Linked DNA regions of Rattus norvegicus: region 1 is linked to region 2. The links are chromatin contacts, called in public Hi-C maps. All regions are on one chromosome and are shown on one strand. The core of a region is the stretch at or near the end of the contact, and the rest is flanking DNA. Distances in the headings are between cores, read along the strand shown. Region 1 has its middle 110 kb from the start of Slc38a6. Region 2 holds the start of Six4 (SIX homeobox 4).

The links. A called contact is a pair of places that touch in the nucleus more often than the background predicts.
Region 1: a contact with region 2 is called in a Hi-C map of psoas muscle, with 2.0 times the contacts expected there. The contact joins the enhancer-like site here to the promoter of Six4 in region 2.

The regions. Positions count from the first base shown.
Region 1 is chr6:97,828,898-97,835,669 of GRCr8, forward strand. No RefSeq gene overlaps it. Among named protein-coding and RNA genes, the nearest start is that of Slc38a6, 110 kb to the left of the region's middle. Within about 2 kb of position 5,399, at least 11 of the 93 cell types and tissues checked have an H3K27ac peak or open chromatin away from gene starts, as enhancers often do.
Region 2 is chr6:97,547,127-97,553,667 of GRCr8, forward strand. Six4 (SIX homeobox 4) reads right to left here and starts at 4,746. Exons shown (of 3, transcript NM_001414919.1): 1 at 3,662-4,746; 2 at 232-920. The coding sequence starts at 4,503. It also overlaps a transcript of Mnat1 not described here.

The sequences.
Region 1 (6,772 bases), core at 4,149-6,648, 280 kb after region 2:
GGCTCATCCCTGAGGGGCTAACTTTCCTCTCCTGGCAGTCATTATTAGTTGGCTGTAGTTCTTTGTCTGTGGATGGGACCTCCTCCACAGCAAAGTCCACTGACACTGCTGTTGTCCTGGTCTGCTTTATGCAGCCATTTCTAGGAGAGAATATTTTACCCAAGACTTTCTGGTATTCTGGCTTTTACAATCTTCTCGTCTCCTCTGCAATAACAGAGTCATAGGTGCAGGAGCTGGGATATGGATGGATCTGTTGGGTCTGGGCTCCCCACTGTCCACTGGTCTCTGTCTGTATTGTGTCCATTAGCTACAAAGGGAGGCTTTTTGGATGAGGGGTGGCAGCTACACTAATCTGTGGATACGAGGATAAGATTGAGAACGTAGTTAGGAATCATGCTGGCCTAGTGGGGAAGCAGATCTTTTCTAGAGTTCATGACTTCGCTAGCCCCCGGAAGCTGACTAGAGTTCCAGTAACAGACACGATTTCCCTCCTGTGGAGTGGTCCTGAAGTCCAATTAAACGGCTATCGGTTACCACGGACACATGGGTGCCCCTCCCTGTACTTCAGAGATGCCTTGTGGTGCTGCTCACTGTGTGGTGTGTAGGTGTTGCCCTTTGGTAGGACAGATTGCTTCCTCTCCTTGGGTTTAACCACAATGTATTCTGGTACCATGAAAGAGTGACAATAGGACATACGCTTCCAGGTCAGCTCCACGTCAGATCAACCTCTTGTGTCTTAAACGTGTGGTGCCTTCAGCAACAAGGACACACCCCCAACCCCAGAGAAGCAACTAAGGACTACACTGACAGTCTCTGCAATTCATGGAGTCACTTGGACTACCCTGACCAACCATTGGAACGGAGGTTTCTTGTGCTGGGTACTAGGGTTTTTGTTAGTGTTTCCTGTGGGGAGCATTGCCAGTCCGAGTGGCTTAATTTCAAGGTGCGTGTGTGTGTGTGTGTGTGTGTGTGCGTGTGTGTGTGTGTGTACATGTATTATGTATTACATGTATTGTGTATAATTAATTTTAGGTAAATTAAATATAAAATAATGTGATTCCTTGAAGCTTTGTCAAACAACCTTGATATTGCTTGTCCTTCTTCCCTCCGCTGTGTGTACTGATCTCTCTCCCTCTTCCCTCCTCCCCTCTCTTCTTTCCTTCCTTCCCTCCCTCCCTCCTTCCCTCCTTCCCTCCCTCTTCCTCAAGCATAAATATATCGACCACAGTAAAAAGTGTTTGAGAGAACCATCACAAAATGGATCTGCAAATTCTCTCAAAGCCTCCTCTTTTTCCCTGAAAGCAGCCCTCGGATTGGCACCCAGGGTAGAACGCCTTTTCAGATCCCCAGCAGTAGAAGCAAAGCTCCAAGCATGAGATTACAAACACAGGTTGTCGCCTGACAACTGTAGTCACACCTCTTGTTGCTAGGGGACAGTTTGTTGCACATGGGCCTGATGCTGTGACCAACAGTGAGATCTGGGCTGCTGACCAGACTGGAATGTCCTGAGAGTGTCATGTCACCTCAGTGTGTTGGTGAGCAGGCAGGGGCCCAGGGACCCAGAGCTGACCTCAGTCATGTGAGGGCCAACCCAGAGGCCAGGAGAGTACTCTACACACCATGTGGAATGACAGTGCTTACACTCTGTGTTTTTTCCCCAAAGTTATAAAATGTAGTTTCACAACTGGAGTTATTACAGAATGGTTAGGGAGGAAAGTCTTTTTGAAGTGAAATCTTGTGTATCCCAAACTGACCTCAAACCTGCTTTGTAGCTGAGGTTGGCCTTTAACTCCTGATCCTCTGGCTTCCGTTTCCTTAGTGCTGGGATTTCTGGCATCACCATCCATCATGCCTAGTTCATTCGGAGCAGGACACTCAAGCCCAGGACTTGTGCATGGCACTCTACCGTCCGATTCATATCTCTAGTCAAGAGCTGGAAATTTCTTCTTTTAAAATAGGATTAAAAAAAAACTTTTGTATTTATTTTATTTTGTGTATATTAAAAATGATTTTTGCCTACATTTTTAAAAAGATTTATTCATTTATTATATATAAGTACACTGTAGCTGTCCTCAGACACACCAGAAGAGGGCATCAGATCTCATTACAGATGGTTGTGAGCCACCATGTGGTTGCTGGGATTTGAACTCAGGATCTCTGGAAGAGCAGTCATAACCACTGAGCAATTTCTCCAGCCCTGATTTTTGCCTAAATTTATGTATGTGCACCATGTATATGCGTGATGCTTGTGGAGGTCAGAAGACAGCGTTGAATTCCTTGAGGCTGAGGTACAGGTAGCTATGAGACGTGGATGCTGGGAATGGAGCCCTGGTCTGTAAGAGCAGCATCTCAGTGAGTGGGACATCTATCCAGTACGCAGATATTTCTTTGTGTGTGTGTGTGTGTGTGTGTGTGTGTGTGTGTGTGTGTGTGTGTGTCTCTGTCTGTCTGTCTGTCTGTCTGTCTGTCTGTCTGTCTGTCTGTGTGCATGCACATGTCAAGGCACATACATACAAGTCAGGTGCCCATTTGTAGAAGTCAGTTCTTTCCTTTCACCATGTAGCTTCCAGGGATTGAACTCAGGTTGTCGGGTTTAGTGACTGTTTTAGTGTCTTGGCTGGTTTCATGTCATTTTGACAGAAGCTAGAGTCATCAGAGAGGTGGGAGCCTCAGTTGTGAAAATACTTCCGTAAGACTGGGCTGTGGGCAAGGCTGTTGAATGTTTTCTTAGTTGTTGTTGTGGGAGGGCTCAGCCCACTGTGGTGGTCCTGGGTTCTATAAGAAAGCAGACTGAGTGAGCCACGTGGACAAGCCAGTAAGCGTCACCTCTCCATGGCCTCTGCATCAGCTCCTGCCTTCAGGTTCTACACTGAGTGCCTGCCATGATTTCCTTCAGCGATTAACAATGATGTGGAAGCGTAAGCCAAAAAAAACCCTTTCCTCCTCAACTTGCTTTTGATCCTGCTGTTTTATCACAGCAGTAGTGACCCTAACCAGGACAGTGGCAAATGCCTTTACCACCTGAGCCATTTCACTGACCCAGAAATTTTCAAAGTACATAAAAAGGAGAATAGTTATCCTCCTACATTTCACTACCTGGGTATAACTCTGAAATTCACCCCGTGTGTAACATCATGGACGCCCAAACACTTAAACTGTCAGGGCTCAGAGAGGACTTCCCAGCTTCTGCTTCTCTTGAAGAGGCTCATTGCTATTTAGTGCTTCCAGGGAAGTTCAGAGCCCCCTCCCCAATTTCTCTACACACTCCGGAGAAGCTTGGGTTCTCTGAGATGAATCCTGTCTTCCAAGCACTTATTTTATGCTTCCTGCCTGTGTGTGTGCACATGAGTGCCCATGGTCGTGTGTGTGTGTGTGTGTGTGTGTGTGTGTGTGTGCGCGCGCGCGCGCACAAGTGCATATGGTCATGTGTGTGTCTCTCTGTGTGTGTATGCACACATGTGTGAATGTGTGCGTGTGTGCATGCATGTAAGAGTCAGAGCGGCCATGTTCTTGTGCATAATTTTTCATGGCGATTCAGGACTCAAACTCAGGTCCTTGTGCTTACATGGTATGGTGGCTATTATTGCTTTCATTAATTAATTAATTTTGTTTTTCAAGGCAGGCTTCCTATGTGTAGCCCTGACTTTCCTTGAACTCTCTCTGTAGACAATACAGAGATTTATCTGATAATGGCTATTCTTGGTTGCCAATTTGACTACATCTGGAATTAACTAAAACCCAAGCGCCTAGGTCACCTGCGAGGGACTTCTTTCTCTTAATTAAATCATTTCAAGTGGGAAGACCCACTTTCAATTCATATCTTTTGAGGTCAGGAGATACACCTGTAAGCTGGATCTTCTGAGGTGGGAAAACCCACCGTATCTTGTGGCCACACCTTCTGCTTGCACTGTAAATGAAGGACATGCAGAAAGGAAGCGTCTCCCTTTGCCTGCTTTCTCGCTAGAGAGTCCGCTCCTTCACCGCATTAGAGCCTACTTTGCTATTCCGGCATACACGGACAACTGGCTGAGACGTCCAGACTCACGGTCTAAACAGCTACAGGATTGTTGGACCTCGCATTGGTAGACAGCCATTGTTGGGCTAGCTGGACCACACTGTAAGCCATTCTAACAAAGCCCTTCCCCCCCCCCCTCTGTAGATTCATTCTATAAGTTCCATCGCTCTCCAGAACCCTGACTAATACACGTGGCAAAACACTTTATCAACTCCAGCCCTCAAGCATCAGTATCCATACTAACTTGGTTAGGTGGCCCACACTTTACTGTCTCACAGGTCTCTCTCTGGATCTCCACTGGGTAAAATGGCTATTGACTTGGCAGGCTTTATAGAACACCATAGGCAGGCACACAGTGGAGGTTCAGTTCACAGCAGTGGTAACACCTTTGGTTAGAACACTAAGCTTCCTTATACCCATAGCTGACCAGCCCCATGGAGCGTCTGTGAGCCTTTTGCTTGGAGAGGACTCAGACACACAGCCCCAAACTGCCTGCTCCTTCCTCCTCACCCTCCACCATGTCTCAAATCATCCCTTCTCTTGCTCTGCACACCTGCCTATAGCCTTCTCCTCAAGAAAGTGGCTTAGGAACAAATGTGTCTAAACAAGGACTCTCTCTTTGTAGTAACGGTTACAATAATAAAAGCCTTTAGATCATATGCTGTATATAGTTGTTACCCTGCCTTTAAAATTGAACATTACATTGTTAGCACTCTCGTATCATTAGATGTGTGGCAGGGATGTGACAGTGTCAGAGAAGCCAAGTGTCTGATCAGAGTGACAGAACCTTGAGCAAGGTAACCTGCAAAGGACCTCTTCTTGGCCTTGCTGGACTCCAGGGCCCCAGGGTAGTTGATAAACACCTCAGTTTATCCCTGGGGCTGCTGCCACTGCCACCAGATCCACTGCTCACCGGTTCAAGGGACCAATATATTCTGCTTCTGAACTCCTGCCCTTAGGAATGAAACCTAGAACCCTGTCTGCAGGTGTCTGTGTGGGGCCACCCTCCCAACAGACTCCCCTACCCCACTCTTCTCCAAGAGATGAGTGGCTGCAGGCAACTTGGCTTCTCCCCAGCTCAGGAGGACCCTGGTTTCTGGCCCACTTAATTTCGTTACTCGGTTCTGCCTTGAATCTAGAGAGGTTGAAGGTCACCCATTTCCCTGTCACCTACAATACATACAGGAGGCAACTTTCACCTCCTTAAGGCTCTGGGGGCCACAAACCCCCTTCTCTGAGATGAAAGTGCTTCAGGGCACCTGAGCCTTCTTCATTGTTCCCTCTGCTGGGCTCTGGTGAGCAAAGCATACCTATGTGCAGCCAGCCAGCCAGCCAGACTATTTTTACACAGACTAAAAATATGCCCTTACCTCAGAGGTTATGCCGAAGAGCTTGTTGAGGCTATCAAATGGACCTCTGCAAATATAAACTGCTTCAGTATACCCCACACTTGTACCCTGCAGGCTCCACACCTACAGTGAACCCTTTATTCACTGTAGCCCTAGGACCACCAGGGCTTGGTGATGCTCGGCCTGATTTTTCCGTGTCCTCTAGACTCTAGACAACTCTAGGGAAGATTCTAGAGGCCTACTTCCAGCCTTAGGCCTGGCCCACAGGAAGCACCGGCAATGACTGGCAACTGTCACGAACAGAGAAGCAAGTTTTTTTTTTTTTTTGGCTGCATCTGTGCAGGTCATTGAGGTCAGACATCTAGAGCGTATGATCCCACACCCTTGTTATGTGTTACCCTGGGCCACGCACTCTTTCCTTCTCCTTCCGACCATAAGTCCTTCCACCCTGTCCTTGGCCTCATTCCCTCTGTGAGACATCTGTCTCCCCTGAGTAAGCCTCTGGGGCAGGCTGCACAATGGAAGAAGATCAAATGTAGTCCTGTTCCAGGTCAGGCCCTTTGGATTTAACTTTGAGGCAGAAGCTCATCTGCCATGACTTCCCACCGCTCATTTCCAGGGCGACACCCCTAGCAAAGGTATCCCGGCACGTCCTTGGCCACCGGCTTCTTGGGGGGGGGGTGATAAAAATAGCTGAGGCCCCGTAGCTGCTGAACGATGAATTCTGGAAGGGGATGATTGATTCTCACAGCTGAGCCTCAGGGTCAGCAAGCCTTGTGCAAGCAGAGATGGCAGGGTGAGCAATGGGGGTTCTGCTATAGATAGAGCTGTTGACAGGTGACCCTGGGCTGCTCCCACCCGAGAGGAACACAACATAAGCTAATTAAAAGGAACTGCGAAGGGTTCTTGGAAGGGGCGCAGCACTCTTTTCTCTCAGGTCATGTTTGAGGTTTTTGATTATGTGCATTCATCCCCCCTCCTTCATCCTGGGACAAGACCCAAAGCAGGGACAGGGTGTTCATTTCCAGAGAGGGCAATGGGGTGCAGGCTTCCCCTAAAACAATGGTAAGGAGCTGTCAGGGCTTATGAAACACCACAGGGACACCAATGTCAGGAAGCTCCCAATTGCGTGGAGTTAATATCGGATCTCCTCTTGGGCTGAAGGAGGGCTCATGCTTACCTCGTCAGGGTCTGGCCTTGCTAACCACTGAGCCTACTACCGTCTCAGTCACAGACATCTAAGGTTAACTGCACAACATGGAGGTCCTTGCGGGTAACAGGGTGGCTTTTAAGCCAGTGCAGTATTCCGAAGCTGTTGCGCTGTGAGGTTGCACAGCTGGCCTAGCTCTGGACGGCTGAGAGATGGGCCATATGCACTTACTTTACAGTGCATGCGTCCTAGGCAATC
Region 2 (6,541 bases), core at 3,496-5,995:
CCATTCTGTTTGGGGGAGATAAAACTCCATTCCCCAGGACGTAAGAAAATCAGGCAAGCTGGATAGTATTTAGGTACTGGGAACCACAACAAGGCTATTCTAATTGTGTAAGCCAACGATGTATCTGGACAATAACATGAATCTATATAGCTTCCACTAAACCTATCATTTAAAAAAGCAACTCACCAACATGTGCCCTGGTGCATTATTGGTACCCATTGAGGCTTTTACCTTGTGAAGCTGATACTGAGACAGGAGGCAGCTGCAGTGGAGAGAATCCAATGCTCCCATTAAGGAACTGGCCATTTGCTCCAGAATTAGGGATCTGGACAATGCCATACTGGTTAATTTGCACTGGTGTAGTAAAAGTCACTACAGAGCCGCCATCCTGGGAGGCCACTGTCTGAACGCCTTCTCTTTTCACTTCAGTACAGGGTATCAGCCCTGGGAATGACACAGGGGCACTAGGGCTGTAGGAGGTGGTGGCTGCTGAGTTCACAGCAGAACTCTGGAGGACTTTGAATTCTTTCACATCCTGTGAGGTAGATCCCAGGATGTCTGTCATGGCTATGCCATTGCCCACAGTGTTTGAAGACATTTTGGGTGGGTTCAGTGACACTGTCTGTGTATTTCCCACATTCAGTCCATTAAGGATAACTCCATTGTGTCCCTGAATAAAAGAATTGCCATTAAGGAAGACGGGTGAAGTACTTGCGGGTACCAAGCTTCCATTCAGCAAAACTCCAGACGAGCTTAATGATATCTTAGCATTTCCAATTTGTTGCATATATACTGGCTCCATGTGGCTAGAAAGGCTGAGGTTGGTGACGCCATCAGATGCGCCTGAAAGTGGATGAGGAGACAAATCCTCATGTCCCTTGCTGGATTCGTCTTCAGTGCTGGGGTTGCCATCTGATTCGCTGTTCAGGGGGAGGAGAAGACATTTTGAAGATCAAGGGATTGACAATCGACATAGTTTGTAAAACATCCTTCAAACCCATTAAAGGCAATAAATAGCTAGGCAAAGCACAATAGAATTAATTACCTGCTGGCCCTGTTGAAACTATGAGGTTTTAAGCAAATTCTACCCACCCAGACCATGAGAAGATGCATTTGGATCCCTTTAAAAAAAAAAAAAGTCAGAGAAAGACCAGAAGGTTGGACAATGTAAAATTCAACCGAAAGCATTTAATACTGTGTTTTCATTCTTATAGCAATCATGTGCTACTCCAACTATTAAAAGGACTGCTACCTCTGCCACAGAAACAAGTTGTTCAATGTTAACGTGTCGTTTTGCTTTTTAGGAGAGCCATCTCAGATTCGAGTTCTTTTGAAGGTAGATGACTTGCCAAAGGAGCAGGAGGTGGGAGGTGTTTTATTTGCCAGATAGGTAACAAGAGACCATTCCTCACCTGTTCCCAAACTTCTATTTCACCAGAGAGACAACTCTCACTCAATAGTGGTTTGCCCTTGTAGGAAAAAGACACTTGCAACTCTCGATATGCACAGTTGCCTTTGAATCCAAAGGAAGCCATAGGGGCCTATTACACAGGCACCATCCAGTGCTCTGGTGAGGTGGGAGGGACAAGGTGGGCATCACTCAGTGGCCTTGTAACTATCAGACTCCTTCCCTGAATCTTCAGTCCTTCTATTCCAGGATCCTGGACATAAGGGAAATACCAAGTTCAGGTCAGGGAGGAATGGTGGCAGTTTTCCTCATTTGGTTTGAATCTGGGCGGGGCAGGACAGAAGCAGTTTGGAAGCCTGGTGCGACTCGGTCCAGCTGAGGATCCAACATCCCAGTGTGGTCGGTTTCCTTTCAAGCTGAGGGGAGGGGATTACCCAGGCTTTGGGCTTTGGGGCCAGGAGCGCAGAAAGCGCTTTGATTTACGAGCTGAAGCAGAGCAGCCGTCGCCATTGGTAAGGGTGACTCACCAGGGGTGCGGGTGGGAGGTAGATCCGGAGAGGGGCCTATACTAGGCAACTGGGCTCGGGGTTGAGGGTATGGAGTTAATGGGGAGGAGGATGAAGTAGCTCCGTGTGTGTGTGTGTGTGTGTGTGTGTGTGTGTGTGTGTGTGTGTGTGTGTGTGTGTTTGTGTGTGTGAATTGGGCCGGCTCCATAGCAAAGGACAGCTGGCCTGCATGTGCCACCGGCTTCAGACCCAGTGCCTAGGAGATTCCTTCAGCAGAGCACTCCGGGGTAGTTAGGGTCGCCTAACCAGTGCTCCTTCTCTGGGTCGCCCCCACTCTCAAAACTGAGGGAGATTGCTTGCGGGTCGCCGGGCGTGTTTTGTTTATGGTTACCGGCAACCAGGGTCCGGGCTGCACAGTGCGCCTCTCTCCCCGCCTCGGGTGATCTTTGGGCCTCAGGGCTCCACCCGGACGCAGGGCAAAGTAGTGAGGGCGGGTTCTGGAATGCGCAGGGTGATCACCTTCACCTGGCCCAGGCTGGCTGGCTCCATGGCTCCCGGGTTCCTTCCAAGGGCAGAACATTTGAACTGCATTTAGATTCTCTTCTCTCCGATCCCCGTGGGAATGGGCCATCAACCTTCTTCTCCTTACTTTACCCGTATAACAACAGCAGCAGCAGTAGCAACAACAACACGTACACTCACACACACCTAAACACTCACATACAGCCGAGGGTCTGACTCAAGTGGACACAAAAGAGATGAAGGGGAAAAAAAATCTGCATTTTATACGAAAGAAAAGGAAAACACAATAAAGTTCAAACCAGAAAGTGTGTGTGTGTGTGTGTGTGTGTGTGTGTGTGTGTGAAAGAGGACTGAGTGGATAGCTCCTCTACTTCTTTCCTGCTGCCCACCTTATGCCAGCGTGTCCCCTAGTCCCAATTGTCCGGTCAGTAGGGGTTCAGGATGTGTTAGGGGGTCCAAGAAACTGTCCTTCAGTCTTGCCACCTCTGAGGCACTGTAACCCGATCCGAAGTTGTTCAGAATCAGGTTTCAAAACACCGCAGAGATGAGCAGCACCCACACCCCACGCTGCCCAAGCAGCGATGGGAACCGCGGCGGGCAGAGTGAATGATTAGCTCTGTCATATTAAAGCCTCGACGTCCCCAGACCCCATCTGAGTCACTACTCTTCATTAACGCTCCCTTTTTCCTTCCAGAGCGCCCCCGGTGACCTCCAGGGCAAGCCTGGGGCTCAGTCGACCCCTGAGTACCCTGGAGCGTGTGCGCACTCTAGGCTCTGGGTGACCGGGTGGAGGAAGAGACCCTGGCTCGCGCCGGCAGCCCCTGCGGGCCCCGAGCCGCGGTGAGAGCAGCCTTGTCGGCGTGCACACACACTCCCTAAAAGAACCAAGGCGAGAGTGGCAACTTCAAAGGCAGCAGGATGGGGGTGGGAAGCCGGGCAGCAGTGACCAGCCGAGGTGGGGGCGGGGACTGGCCCTAGGAGGGCGACCAGAAACTTCTGGGGGCAGGAGGGGGAGGGTTTGGAGGGAGGATCCCCCGCCCGCCCGTTGCCACCGGCGTCTTCCCCCCTCCCCGTAGGGAAGCGAGGTGGGGGGCGGGGAGAGGTGGGCAGCCGGACCAGGCTGGTGGGGAAGGTAAGCGCCATGTTTTCGAGCGCTTGGAGGAAAAGAAAGCTGGGAAGGGGTGGGGGGGAGGAAGGGGGAGGAGGAAGGAAAGTTGGCGCTCACCTTTTGGACTGGGTCTCGGAGGGGTTTCGGTCGCGCTGCCGCCGGTTCTTGAACCAGTTGCTGACCTGGGTGAGGGAGAGGCCAGTGATCTTGGCCAGGTGCCGCTTCTCGGCGGGCGAGGGGTAGCGATTCTGCTTGTAGAGCTCCTTAAGCGCGTTGCGCGACTTCTCCTTGAAACAATACACCGTCTCCTCGCCGTCCCAGATGGTGCGGGGCAAGGGGAATTTCCTGCGCAGCCGGTACTTGTCCACGGCGCCCAGCGGCCGGCCGCGCGCTCGCTCGGCCTCGGTGTAGCGCGCCTTGTACCAGAGCTGCTGCAGCAGCGGATGGTTGGCCGACTCGAAGCTGTGGCTCTCGAGGATGCTGTACAACTCAGGGTAGATGCCCTGGTGGAAGGCCACGAGCGCTCGCGCCTTCAGCAGGCTCTCGTTGCCACGTAGCAGGTCGCTCTGGGGCAGGGACCAAAGGAACCGGGCCAGGCGGTCCAGGTTGCCCCCCTGCTGCAACGCCTCGCACACGCAGGCGACATGGTCCGGCGAGAAGGCCAGCGGGGGCTGCGCGGTGGCTGCGTGCTGGTGCCTGCCCAGAAGTTCCGAGTGGAGTTGTACCTGATCTGCCGCTCCGGCCGCCGCTGCCCCTTCCTCCCGGCTTACCCTGGAGGCAGCCGCGGCGTCCCCCGGCTCCAGGGGGAAAGGAGCTGGAGCCGGGGGGCTCAGCCCAGCCGCCGCGCCCCCCGCCACTTCTCGGTGCGCCTCCTGTCCTTCCGAGGCGCTTTCCATCCCATTCTCCTGCTTGATGTCCGCCGCACTTGCAATCTGCCCGGTGGGGGAGGAAGAGGACATTTTTTGTTGTTTATTTTCCTCCCTCCCTCACTCCCTCGCACTCTTTTCCTCTTTCTTTCCCCCTCTCTTACTCCTCCTTCTTCGTCTCCCTCCCCCTCCCCCCTCCGGAAAGCCCACTCCCTCCCTCCCGGTTTCGGCTGGATCTGGCCGATCAGGTTTCCCCCAGGCCACGCAGTCACCATTAAGATAGCTGCTAGAGCAAAGTAGTGTAAACGGATAGCTGCTTTCTGCCGTTCCCCCAACGTGACTCCTCCGGTTGCTGCATACTATATGGCACTGGCCGCCCGGCCGGCCCGGTCGCGCCACCCCATTGGCTATTTCGCATTCAGTGGGAGGAGGAGACACCGTTTCTATCCCTGTCGATCACCCGCCTTCCACTCCACCCCTTGCCTTTCCCTCTCTCCCTGACCCCCAGGCACCTTTACCTGCCGGAAAACACCGACATTCTTTTCTGGCCAAGCTCCTGAATGGGCAGTTATCTAGTGTGGCCTGAAAACTGGACAGCTCTTTCAAAGAAAGGCCCAGTGATTCCCAAGGGAATACTAATCGCGTGACCTTAAGGTCTGGACAGCTAAATTTTTAACAAAGAGACCACCCTCAGTAGGTAGATGACAGAACTTCAGAGACTAATTCCGAAGCTTCCCAGCACCTCCCTCCTCTCCTCCCCCACTAAGGGATGTCTTTATTAAGGATGTGTATTCAAAAGGGTCATGAACAACACTAAGAAATGATAGTAGTGAAAATACCAGAGGAGAAGAACTGCTCGGAAAACCTTGAAATGACAAAAGCAAGAAGCATTAAAAAAAAAAAAGTCAACAGAAACCCTGAGATGAATTTAATTCAAACAAACATATAGAAAATAAAACTGGATATTTCTAAGGGATAAGTAGTATAGAAGAGAGTTAAATTATAATGGTCTAGGAACTCAAGTCTACTTACCATAGTAGAAACACTCAAAATCTGGACACCAATAGCACTACCCCCTACACACGCAGTGCGGTGCTAGGATGGATAAATAGTTTCTCTTTGAAGGTGATAAATAGGTATGCTGACTGGATCAGCAGCCTTTGCCGTCCAGAGACAAATGGAAGATTGGTCTCCAGGTTTGAGGCTAAAGTGTGGAGGTGCAATGTGGCTGTCTTCAGTGGGCTTCTTTCCTTCATGGTGTGCATGGGGTCTTAGAGCTCAGAAGGTATTGATGAGCCTGTCTCTGTGGTTACCGTAGGTCAGTTGGGTTTGTCTGTGGGTGCTCCTCAAAATCTAACAGCTAAATGCCCCCCCACTCCCCACCAACCTTTACTTCAGGGTGTCCTTGTATCGTCTCTGCTTCCCAGTCAGTTATAACCGCCTATCCCAGCATGTTGGTTCGGGTCACCTGCTGTCACTTCAATCTGGTGATGTTTGCTTCTTCCTTTCTTTCTTTCTTTTTTCTTTCTTTCTTTCTCTCTTTTTGCTACCACTTTATTGTTGGTTAGCTGAGATATTTGATACAGAACCTAACTGTTCTCCATTAAAATATTTATTTTGTGTGTGTGCACATACATGCAAGACCACACATGCCAGCCATGACCCGTGTGTGGAGGTCAGAGGACAACTCTTGAGAGTCGGCTCTCTGATTTTGATTTTCTTCTTCCACGGTATTGGTGCTGAGGATTGATTGTAAGTGGCATCTTTGGCAGATTTAAAATCGATAATCATAGGCAATACCTTTTCTTCCTCCTCCTTGAAAACATGCAGATAGCTATCAATCAGGATAATATTTGAGTTTAAAACTTCCTTGCTTTAAAAAAATTTTTTCTTGCACTTAACCATATACTTTTATTTTAGGATAATTTTGATTTGCTGATAAATCATAAAAATAGTAAAGAGAGCTCCTACTTACCCTTCACATATTTGTCCCTAATCCTGACACCTTATAGCAAGCAGTACATTTGTATGAGCTGATAACATTGGCATATTATGCACCATAATTAATTCATTATAGACTCTATTATTAGGAGTTCATTCATTTTTCTACGACTTTCTGTTTTTCACTCCA